3 separate regions of the Capsicum annuum genome follow, and all the other regions are linked to region 2. The links are chromatin contacts, called in public Hi-C maps. All regions are on one chromosome and are shown on one strand. Each heading gives the region's core, a stretch centred on a gene start, on an enhancer-like site or on the middle of the called end of the contact. The rest is flanking DNA. Distances are from core to core; before and after follow the strand shown.

Evidence for each region. A called contact is a pair of places that touch in the nucleus more often than the background predicts.
Region 1: a contact with region 2 is called in a Hi-C map of leaf, with 1.9 times the contacts expected there. The contact joins the enhancer-like site here to the promoter of LOC107840902 in region 2. A contact is called at or near these places in 2 of 5 Hi-C or Micro-C datasets (leaf and placenta).
Region 3: a Hi-C map of bud shows a contact between it and region 2, with 4 times the contacts expected there. The contact joins the promoter of LOC107840876 here to the promoter of LOC107840902 in region 2. A contact is called at or near these places in 4 of 5 Hi-C or Micro-C datasets (bud, leaf, pericarp and 1 more).

Annotation. Positions count from the first base shown.
Region 1 is chr1:162,089,404-162,092,640 of UCD10Xv1.1, forward strand. LOC107840927 reads left to right here. Exons shown (of 7, transcript XR_007052645.1): 5 at 72-331; 6 at 885-1,315; 7 at 1,378-1,445. Among protein-coding and RNA genes, the nearest start is that of LOC107840927, 8.1 kb to the left of the region's middle. Within about 2 kb of position 1,733, at least 4 of the 5 cell types and tissues checked have an H3K27ac peak or open chromatin away from gene starts, as enhancers often do. A contact at or near this core is called in leaf, where this site is marked.
Region 2 is chr1:162,288,761-162,292,112 of UCD10Xv1.1, forward strand. It overlaps LOC107840902, which reads right to left and starts at 1,557. Exons shown (of 1, transcript XM_016684851.2): 1 at 600-1,557. The coding sequence starts at 1,373. The coding sequence ends at 789.
Region 3 is chr1:162,474,288-162,477,619 of UCD10Xv1.1, forward strand. LOC107840876 (RAN GTPase-activating protein 2) reads left to right here and starts at 1,838. Exons shown (of 2, transcript XM_016684821.2): 1 at 1,838-2,009.

The sequences.
Region 1 (3,237 bases), core at 483-2,982, 200 kb before region 2:
GAAGTTTTTCTTTTAGCCCCCCCTCAAATGAGGAAAAGTTTGTTTATTAACTGTTGGTAACTGTTGGCAAGAGCTTAAAATCCTGCAACAGAGCAATTAGAGCTGGTGCGCTAACTGTTGGGAGTTCTCGTCTTTCAATCCAACCCCCACGGGCTTCTATGGTTGTTACTATCAGGATTGAGGACATTTCCGAAGATGCTACCTTCAGTGAGATACACTCGATCTGTAAATCGGTTGGCACGACAGAAGGGCTGGCATGGGTAAGCAAGGATGGCGTAGATGCATTATTTACAGTCGAGAATGACACAGAATCAGAGTCGATCCTCAAAAAGTAAGTGGTGGTTCAACCTGGTATAAAAAGTCTTATTGTTACTGTTTTCATCTGTTGTCACTCTTGACCGGTATTTGCTATCTCAAAAGTGTAAAACTGTTCTCATGACTTCATTTTTGGAAGGAGTTGGAGGGAAGAAATCAATCCAGAAACCACTTCGCTTTATTACAGAATCACCATTAATCATATTCCTTATTGTTCCATGTGGTTCTCGACCATTAGCATCCATTTTCCTTGCATGTACCTATTTTTTGTATGCGGTAAACTATGAGAGACTGATACCGACACACGGAAAAAAGTATGAGAAGACTGATAATTGACATCTGGGCTTTTCATTTTCTCGCTTCTTTTCCTTAGCAGAACATACTGTTCTTCCATTATTGGTGGACACTGGTTGATATCCTATGATATTTCATCTATTTTTTGGTCATAGTTTTAATATGCCATCTGAAATCAAATTGTTGCGCAGCTTGTTACTAATTTGATCTTGCCTTTACTAGAATGGATGAGAATATACTTGGTGTAACTTTGTTACGTATTTTTCTCTTCTTAGGTTGAATGGTACTATTGTTTGCGGTCATTGCCTATCAGCTTCTCTACTGCCTAGCAACTCATCATCTGCTTCCAAGTCTGAAAATGAGGATGCTAGATGCAAGATGGCTTTACAAATTAAGAAGTACTTGACAGAACTCAAAAGTCAACTTACGGAAAAGAAAGGGGATCTGGAGGAATGTATGGTGCTGAAAGTGCATATGGAGGATCTTCAGATGCTGCATGAGGGGATAATGCACCTTGAAGATCTGCCTTCCATCATTGATACATCTGACGATTGATTCTTGATTTTCAAAACATCTTCTCTATTCAAGAATGTTCACATGCTAACAATAATATCACTAGCTTCAAGCCTCTTCGTTCCCCTTCCCACAAAAACCCTTCATGTGTCTCCTTGACATTGCTTTTAGCTGCTGAAATACACCTTTTTACTGCCTGTCCCATCTTGTAAGGAATTGGTTGCCCTAAGTATTGTACCATTATATATGCAATAGTGGTGCATATATAATTCCAGGGGATTTATGCAATTATCCCTATATGAAATGTTAGTCGAGTTTTCCCTTATGCATGTCCCTAGTTTAATTGCTTAATTCAATTTCATTTTCATATTTACTGGTCTGGACAGGAAAGCTTAACTAAGCTATGCCTTGACTATCCGATTTTAACAGGGATGGATGTGTATTCTTGCGAGAAAAAGCAAAGAAGATATTGATGTCCTTATTAACCCTAAGTCAAGGGCAAGTCAGGTCCCTTGTTCTATTATTCTTTTACTGCCCCATTTTCTGGTAGCTGAAAAGGTTATCACCCGAGGGATGATTGTTTGTGGTAGTTTTTACCATTGATTGCTTTCGGCGCTTGCGTCTTCATTAACTGCGGCTGTCACCGGCTATCTCCTCCCCAAATAACCGTAAATATCACTTAGCAAACTGGGATATATAGTTTCAAACTGCCGAAATGCACGGCATCATGGGATGTGAAAATCTGCTTTGTGGGCGTTATGTCGACAGAGAGAAGGACAAGGAAATTGAGTTGGCCTGGATGTTGTGTAATTGTTTCTTTGACAGGTCTCATGAATTTGTAGCAGTGTAATATGTTGTTTGACAAATAGGTGATTAGAAGTCGGACTGCTCTAATTCGGTTAACATATCTTAAATTGTCTGTTGACTAATTTGTCAAAACCAAAAAAAAATAAAAAGCGGGGGGGGGGGGTGCTGGGTCTTGTTTGGTCAATCCACAATTCCAGAATCCAATCTTAATTTCAATCCTCAAAGACTACGATTCAATCTGTTGTATCAGCCAAACAAACCTTTTCCTGAGATGGAATAAACATCTATGTAACATTTGAATTAGAAATGGATAGGAATCAAAAATTCACTTTAAAGAATTAGAAATGGTTCAAAGACGATATCATTCCACAGAGGTTTAAATTTGCACCTAACTTTGGTCCAGTTTGGCTATGAAAATAATATTTTTTGGAGTTGGAGTTGGTGTTTTGTTTTACCATGAATATAAATTGGAGTTGTTTTTAAAATTTTCTGAGAGAAATAGGAGTGAGAAAAGTGAAAACAAGTTATCACTTTTTCAAAATAATTTTTATTAAAGTAAAATAATTCTTATGGTCAAACGTATTTTTATATTTAAGTTTAAAACAGTCCCACCATAAGCGGTGCACTTATATGATATTTAATTAAATCTTGATTAAATATGTGATTTGTATTTGTATACTAGATATTGGAGTCTGTGTCAGCACAAGCCCCGATGTGCTACTTTTTCAATATTATATGTTATTTGTTTGTCTTAATTTATATGATGCTGATGAAATGTTTGAGAAAGTCAATCAGATTTGCTATATATAGGTTTAGATATTTTAAGTTGTTAATTATATTATAATTTATACGACTTTTAATGTAATTTTCAAGTAATATCTCTTTATCCTAATTAATATGACATCGATAACTATTGTAATCTATAATACTTTTTCGACATTGTAATTTACTATTTTATGTTGTTTGCAATTGTAATTTATAGTACTCTTCTTGTTTAAACTTTTGTGGTATTGATAGTGAATTTAGACTTTCAAAGCAATTTAAGTTTTTAATTATTGTAATTTATAATAGTTTTTTTCTATTTCAATTTAAGCGAAACTGATGTAATTTTGAGAGTAAATCAAATATCACGATTGAAATAGCGAAACCAGCACGTCTTGAATGACTCATAATGACTAATTAAAGTGATATAACAAAATTGCTATAAAAAATGCTTGTGAAATTTTTTAAGTGGGCCTTACATAAGATACCAAATTAATTTAAAACATCAAGAATTAATTTATCATTTTATGTTTATTTCACTTTTTA
Region 2 (3,352 bases), core at 307-2,806:
AAAACATATGCGAGTGTAAAAGCCCTTATAGGATCGATCGTTTCCAACAGTGATTATGTCTGCAGCGTGGAATTCAGTTCGGTTGCATTTTTATCCCCAATAAAAGATTGCCAGGACATGGGTTTCTATTTGAACTTCTGTAAAGAAATACTCCCTCCGGATCACTTTCCTTGACGTTCTTAAGAAAATAGGTAGTCCAAAATAGTTGCCATCCTTAAAGGTCTAAGATATAATCGAGTACATTCTTCTTATTTTGTCCTTAGTTAAAATAATGAACATTGACTAATTAGGCATAGAAGGCTCAAGTGAAGAGCACATACGTAGACTCTAGTATTATGACTGTTTATATAATTTTGTTTTTTTTAATCTACTTCGGAAGTGAATAAATACCAAGAGAAGTATTCTAAATGAATATCAGCTGGATACAGAACTGAAAATTTGGGTGGGTGGGAATTGGTTGGTGCTATAGTTGTAGGTTGCTCATACGAGTTCCAGCTCTGAGTTGCCAACATGATTGCCTCCCATGGACAAAACTTTACCCTTGTATGTAAACTGTCGTTAACATTTGTATTATCAGTGTCAGAGGTAACGCGGAATTGTTCTGGAAAGAAAACTTTGATACTTTTATTTCGCATTTTGGAGTGGAATACCTCATCTATCTACAAAAATGCCGCAAGGCTTGCTATACAGAAAGAATACTAGCGCAGGATTTGAATACAAGAAAGAGTGAATTCGTAGAATGTCATTAGTGAAAGGGGACTGCAGCTCTCTTCCATCAACTTGCACCTTTAATTAGCGAGCGTCTCATGGTATTGTAAATGTGATATTTGTCTTTGTAGCTTTATTTGCTCATAGAACTTAGCAATGAACTCCTCTGCCTTCGTATCAATAGCTTCATCGCCAGCACCAACAATGATCTCCTCGGACATCTCACAGCTTACATACTCTTCCTCTTGACAGCATTCACCCTCGGTATTCAAAAAGCTCTTCCTAGGAGCATCATCATTATTATTATCAGGGTACATTTCATCGTCTTTCTCATAATTGTCAAAGTCAAAATCAAAATCGACTTGAGGTTTGATGCATGGAATGTTTGGCATCTTGAAACGCAAGGAAGCAGGGCGATGCATCTTAACATGAAAGATAGGAGTGTCATCAAAGGAAAACTCGCGCTCCCCATAATGCAGTGCCCCGTAGTGATCATTGGTATGACGGAGGCTTTTAATATATTTAGGAAGCAACCGGAGATCTACGAGGTGCTTGTTCTTGAAAATGCCACCTTTTCTCGCCCATAACAATGCTAAGCGGAGAACATTCCAAGTTCTACGAGCAACCACCGATCTTTTCCTCTGCATTTTCGACTTTTCTTGCATGTTTGCAGCTGTTTTTTAAGAGTAGAAGATAACTAGCAATGATATTTTTAGATATCAGTGGTAAAAGAAAGAGAAACTGAGAAAGTATTGCACTTTTTGGTTGGAAAATCTCTTTCGCCTTTTGCTATGTGATGTTTATGAATAATAAAGAGCTTTTAAAGTGGTTGTGTGGAGAGAGGCAGAAATTATTATGCTATATATATAACATAGAATGCACAGCTAAGAGGTATGTGAAATGAGAGCGAACTCAAAGTAACGCGGTTTGCATGGAAATAAGAAATTGTAAAGTAAAGAAATGAGAATGAATAATTTGTTAGGGGGACCCAAAGTGACCAAGTCCAACTCCTAAAGCCAAGGCTGGCATAGGTAAGTGTCAGTTGTTCTGTGGGCGGTGCAAACTGGTGGTGGGGCACACGCCTTGTACGCTGCGTAAAAACAAAAACCTTATTAGTTCTCTTTGTCCATCTCTACATATTTCTTCGTCCATCTCTATATTCAATATACTAAAAATAATTATAATTTTATATGTAATTTATCCTTGTAATTAGATAGCATACATTTTCTATGTTTAAATAACTTACAATTAATAAAGATAATATTATAAAATTATTCTTTTATTTATTATTTTTAAATAGCATGCCATGTAAAGATGGACACATGGAGTAACACTATAATATAATTTAAGTAAAAAAAATTTATGATTTAATTAATACTATATGTTTTTGTATTTTTTGGGTGAAATCTATATTCTCATACTCTCTCAATCTCAAATTGGGATGACAAATTAATTAAGAAAAATAACTAATAACATAGCTAGTTTATCATAATGCCCATATTAAATGATGTTTGCATTTTAATTTAAAGAAAAAATAATTAATGCAAAGGGTAAAACATGAAAAAATTTTTTGTCTCTTCTTGATTAATGAAAAAAGACAAGTAAAATGAAAAATTAAATTAGGAAATTTAGGACGAATAATTTGGGACTGAGGAAGTATTAATTTACCTGATTTATAATTTGTTAAATATTTGATGTCCATGTACAAATCAGTGTACTGTAGACGAATCAACAGTATTCGGGGAGAGAGTTTGGCAGCATGGGATAGGTATTTTCCAAGGATTTTTGTTTCTGTTTTCTCATTTAGTAGTATTGGTATTAGAATTAGATTAATTTAAATTTATATTAGAACCTATTTAAGAAATGTGCTTTCTACTAAAAAATTTTCATATGCACCAGCACCACATTCTTCGGTGGTTTTCATACTTTAATTCTCATACATATCCTTCTTTTCTGGATTTCTACTTCTATGATTTTATTAAACTTTTAATTGCTGCCACTATATACTTACTATTATGATTATTATATTCGTTGATGGTATGGGTGGACTATGTAATTTTGATTAAAATTATTATATTTCAACAATAACAATAATATAGTAAGTATATTTCCACCAAGTGGAGTCTAGGAAGGGTAAATGTACGCATTTCATACCATTAGGTGAGATAGAGAGGTTGTTCCGATAGACCCCCGATTCAAGATAAAACAATCTAAACAAGAAAATGTAAAAGGATAAGATAAAATAGAAATTACCGCACTCAATAATATCATAGACAAGATTCACTAAGTAATATAACAAATGATACAACATTTAGAATAATACTAACCTTCTACCCTAATTCGTTTCTTCCACAACCTCCAATTTAAGGTCATGTTCTCGGTAAGCTGAAGTTGCTCCATGTCATGTCTAATCACCTTCCTCCAATATTTTTTCGGTCTACCTTTATCCATCCCTAGCCAACCTCTTTCACCTCCGTACTTCATTCAATTATATATAACAACAGAAGTAATAAAGAGAATAAAAACAGATATTTGTCAGCTCAAATTTAAAATTTATGAGTTTAAAGATTTCATGTGTTAATGAGTTCTAAATTAATTACGAGGTTAAGTACTCTAATCTTTTTTAAGTCACTAAGTTTTAAAT
Region 3 (3,332 bases), core at 588-3,087, 190 kb after region 2:
CTTTTTATATTTTTCTTTCTTTCTTTATTGCATCTTCATCATTTTCTCTCTCTTCTCCAAAACCCACATTGAACTACCATTTTCGACATTACGTTCAAAGAAAACTTCATCTTCCCCACTCTCTTTCTCTTCAATATCATTCAAATCTTCATTTATATTTCCTCATTAATAGTTACATCTTCATTCTTTCTTTTCTCAAAGAAAATCATACACCCATTTCATTAAAAGAATGAAAAAAGTTAAAATAATCAATGAGACACAAGTTAAGAAAATGTAACTTTTTGAATGAAAAATCGTTGTTTTATTGAAATTATAGGTTTTTCAATAGTTTTTTATAGAGAATTTTTATTTTTCAGAAAATCCAATTTGACGGAGTAAATAATTTAATGGTATAAAGGCTAAAAAAAATTTATTGATTTTTTTTCAAATTCATACTGACTTTTTGGATATATATTGTTATTTTGCTATTGATTTAAATGTATATCTTTTGATTGTACTGTCAATAGGTGTTTTAGAAATTTGAATTTAAAGAATACTAAAAATAGATTTTTTTGAGTTCTTTGATTGATGTTGAGTTTTTTTGTTTGGGTTGTAAGAATTAATGTTTGTTTTAATTTAATATTTTTGCAAATTATAAGAATTTCTACTTTGATGATGTGGTGAATTTGTTGGGTGATGGATGGCGAGAAAAAAAATTGATGGTGGTGGTGACTAAGAAATTGATGGCGATAATGGTGGTGTAAGACGAAGAAGAAGACGAAGAAGAAGAAGAATTGAGTATGATATGGGGATTGTGACGAGCAAATAAATGAAGGTTATGATGATCGGACAAAGATTGGACATAAATTTTTTGGTGAGATGTGATTCGAGTGGATGGGTTAGCAATGAAGAAGATGTATTTAATAGAGTTTTTAGTGATTAAATTAGTGTAAAATATGATTAACAAAAAGTTAATAAATAAATAAAAATAAAAGTAAAAAGATGTAACAATTATAATTTTTGACATGGCACTGACGTGGTCTTGGATGTGGCAGGTGAGTATAAAACATCACATATTGTGAGAGTAGTTCGTACGTTTCAGGGTGGTATTAAAATTATTTTTAATATGTATAAGCGTGTAATAGGTTATTTCAGTAGTTTTAGTGTGCCTTTGACCTTTCGAATATAATTTAAGGTGGTTTTGATGTCTTTTCTCATTTAATTATGTTGGACTAGAGGGAGTATTGAAAAAGAATTTAGAGAATAAGTAATTAATGTTAAAGATAAAACATGAAAAAAAAAATTATCTTTTCATGATTTGTCAAAAATGACAAGTAAACATGAAAATCATCATTATCACCATCAACAACAACATACCCAGTAAAATTTCACAAGTGAGGTCTGGAAAGGTTAAAGTGTATGCAAATTTTACCACTACCTCGAGTAGGTAGAGAGATTGTTTTTGAAAAACCCTCAACTCAAGTGTAGCACAATCAAGTACAATTAAGAGGAAATCAGTGAAGAAAATATATCAACTAATCTGCTGCAGAAAGATAATATTCAGTCACAAAATAACGTGATAATTGAAATACGACAGACAATAATAATGATAGATATCTACGGCTAAATTCTAAGCTACCATACTATACTATGATGTAGAGTGATACTTTTACTCAACTAGCCTTCTATGATAATATATATCCTCCACATCTCTTGACAAAGATCATGTCCTTAAATTGTAAAACTAAAAATTAAATTAGAAAAATGGGGATAACTAAATCCCAACGGAGGAGTAATTTAAGGAAAAAAAAAAAAAAGTAAACCTTCGATTAAAATGCTACCCCCCACCCCTGCCCCCTCTCCTCTTCTTTTTTAATTAAATTCATTTCAAACAAAAAAATTTACATTAGGTTATCTCCCGAGTAGAAGAGAAATATAAGACACTGTTCCCCCCTCACGCATTGTTCACTTCACTTCCTTTGTGTTTTTCCTCAGTTCCCTCACACTCTCTGCGGCGGCTTTGTTTCCCGGTGAGTCACACCAGATAGACTCGCACCAAACATAATCAGAAAAACCCAGAAAGGATTTTTTATTTTCCTCTTCATTTCTATGGTTTTTTGTGCATTTGCGCTGTATGTGTTTTTACTTTTTTTTTGGTCATATGTTCATTTAGTTCACAGATCTGTGCTGTAATTTTGTTAATTTTTCTTGTTTATTGTGCTTTTACTTGTGGTTTAATGTTGTTTTTTCTTCATTTTGTCATTTGGGGTTTAGAGATGGATCGATGATTTTAAGTTAGTGGTGCGAATATAACACCATTGTAACTATACGTGCAGGGTTAGGACATGTTTGGTACGAAGGAAAAATGTTTTTTGGAAAAGAAAATGTTTTTCGGGAAAATAAGTGGGTTTCTTATTTTTTTTTCTTTGTGTTCGGTATACATGTAAAAAGATTATTTTAGAAGTGTGTGTATATAATCTAGGCAAATAACATGTGAGGTGGGGTGAATATAAGGTGTGTTGGAAGGTGTAGGGAGGATATAATTAATATGGAATGCTACTTGTAGAACTTGTTTTTCCTACTTTGCAAGTCATTTTTAAGGAGCTTGTTTTTCGGGGAAAATATTTTTCAAAGACCAACAGAACATGAGAAAATCGGAAAACATTTTCTTAAGGGTATTTAGAGTAGAGTAGGTTGCAATTACTGTGGAGAGTTACACCCCTTGGTTGGGTATAAATTTTTTATTTTTCTCGTGAGATTTGTTTGTTTGTAGAGGAAAAAGAAGGATTTTGTTTAGTAGTACAAGTTTCTGATGTTTTTAGCAGCTTTTGTTTGTAAATTGTATATATATGCTGCTCCACTCATAATTTTCTTCTGTAATGTGTAGCATTTTTTTTGTATTCAAGAATGTTTTAATGTGTTTTAGTGTGGTGAAATGAAATACATCTGGTGAATGTAATAATTTTGATTTTGAATATTTTACTTTGTTGTATATGAATATGGTGCATTGTAAGGTAGTTTATAAAAGAGTAGAAAACTCAATCTCATTTTCGATGATGGATGATTGTGGAATACTCAGATTCAGACGTAGAAACAACTTCATCAATCTTTTGACACCTGCTTGGTGTTTTGCGATGAAATATTGACTTGTCAAAAAAATGTATCTCATTTCTCTATGAGGAAGAAGTTGACCTCTTGAAATTTGATTTCCCTATGATTTATATTTAGTTTGTTTTATGTTGAAGTAATCTCGTGCCTTGAGCCGGGGGTCTATCGGAAACAGCCTTTCTACTTCATCAGAGGTAGAGGTATGGACTGCGTACATCTTACCCCCCCCCAGACCCCACTAGGTG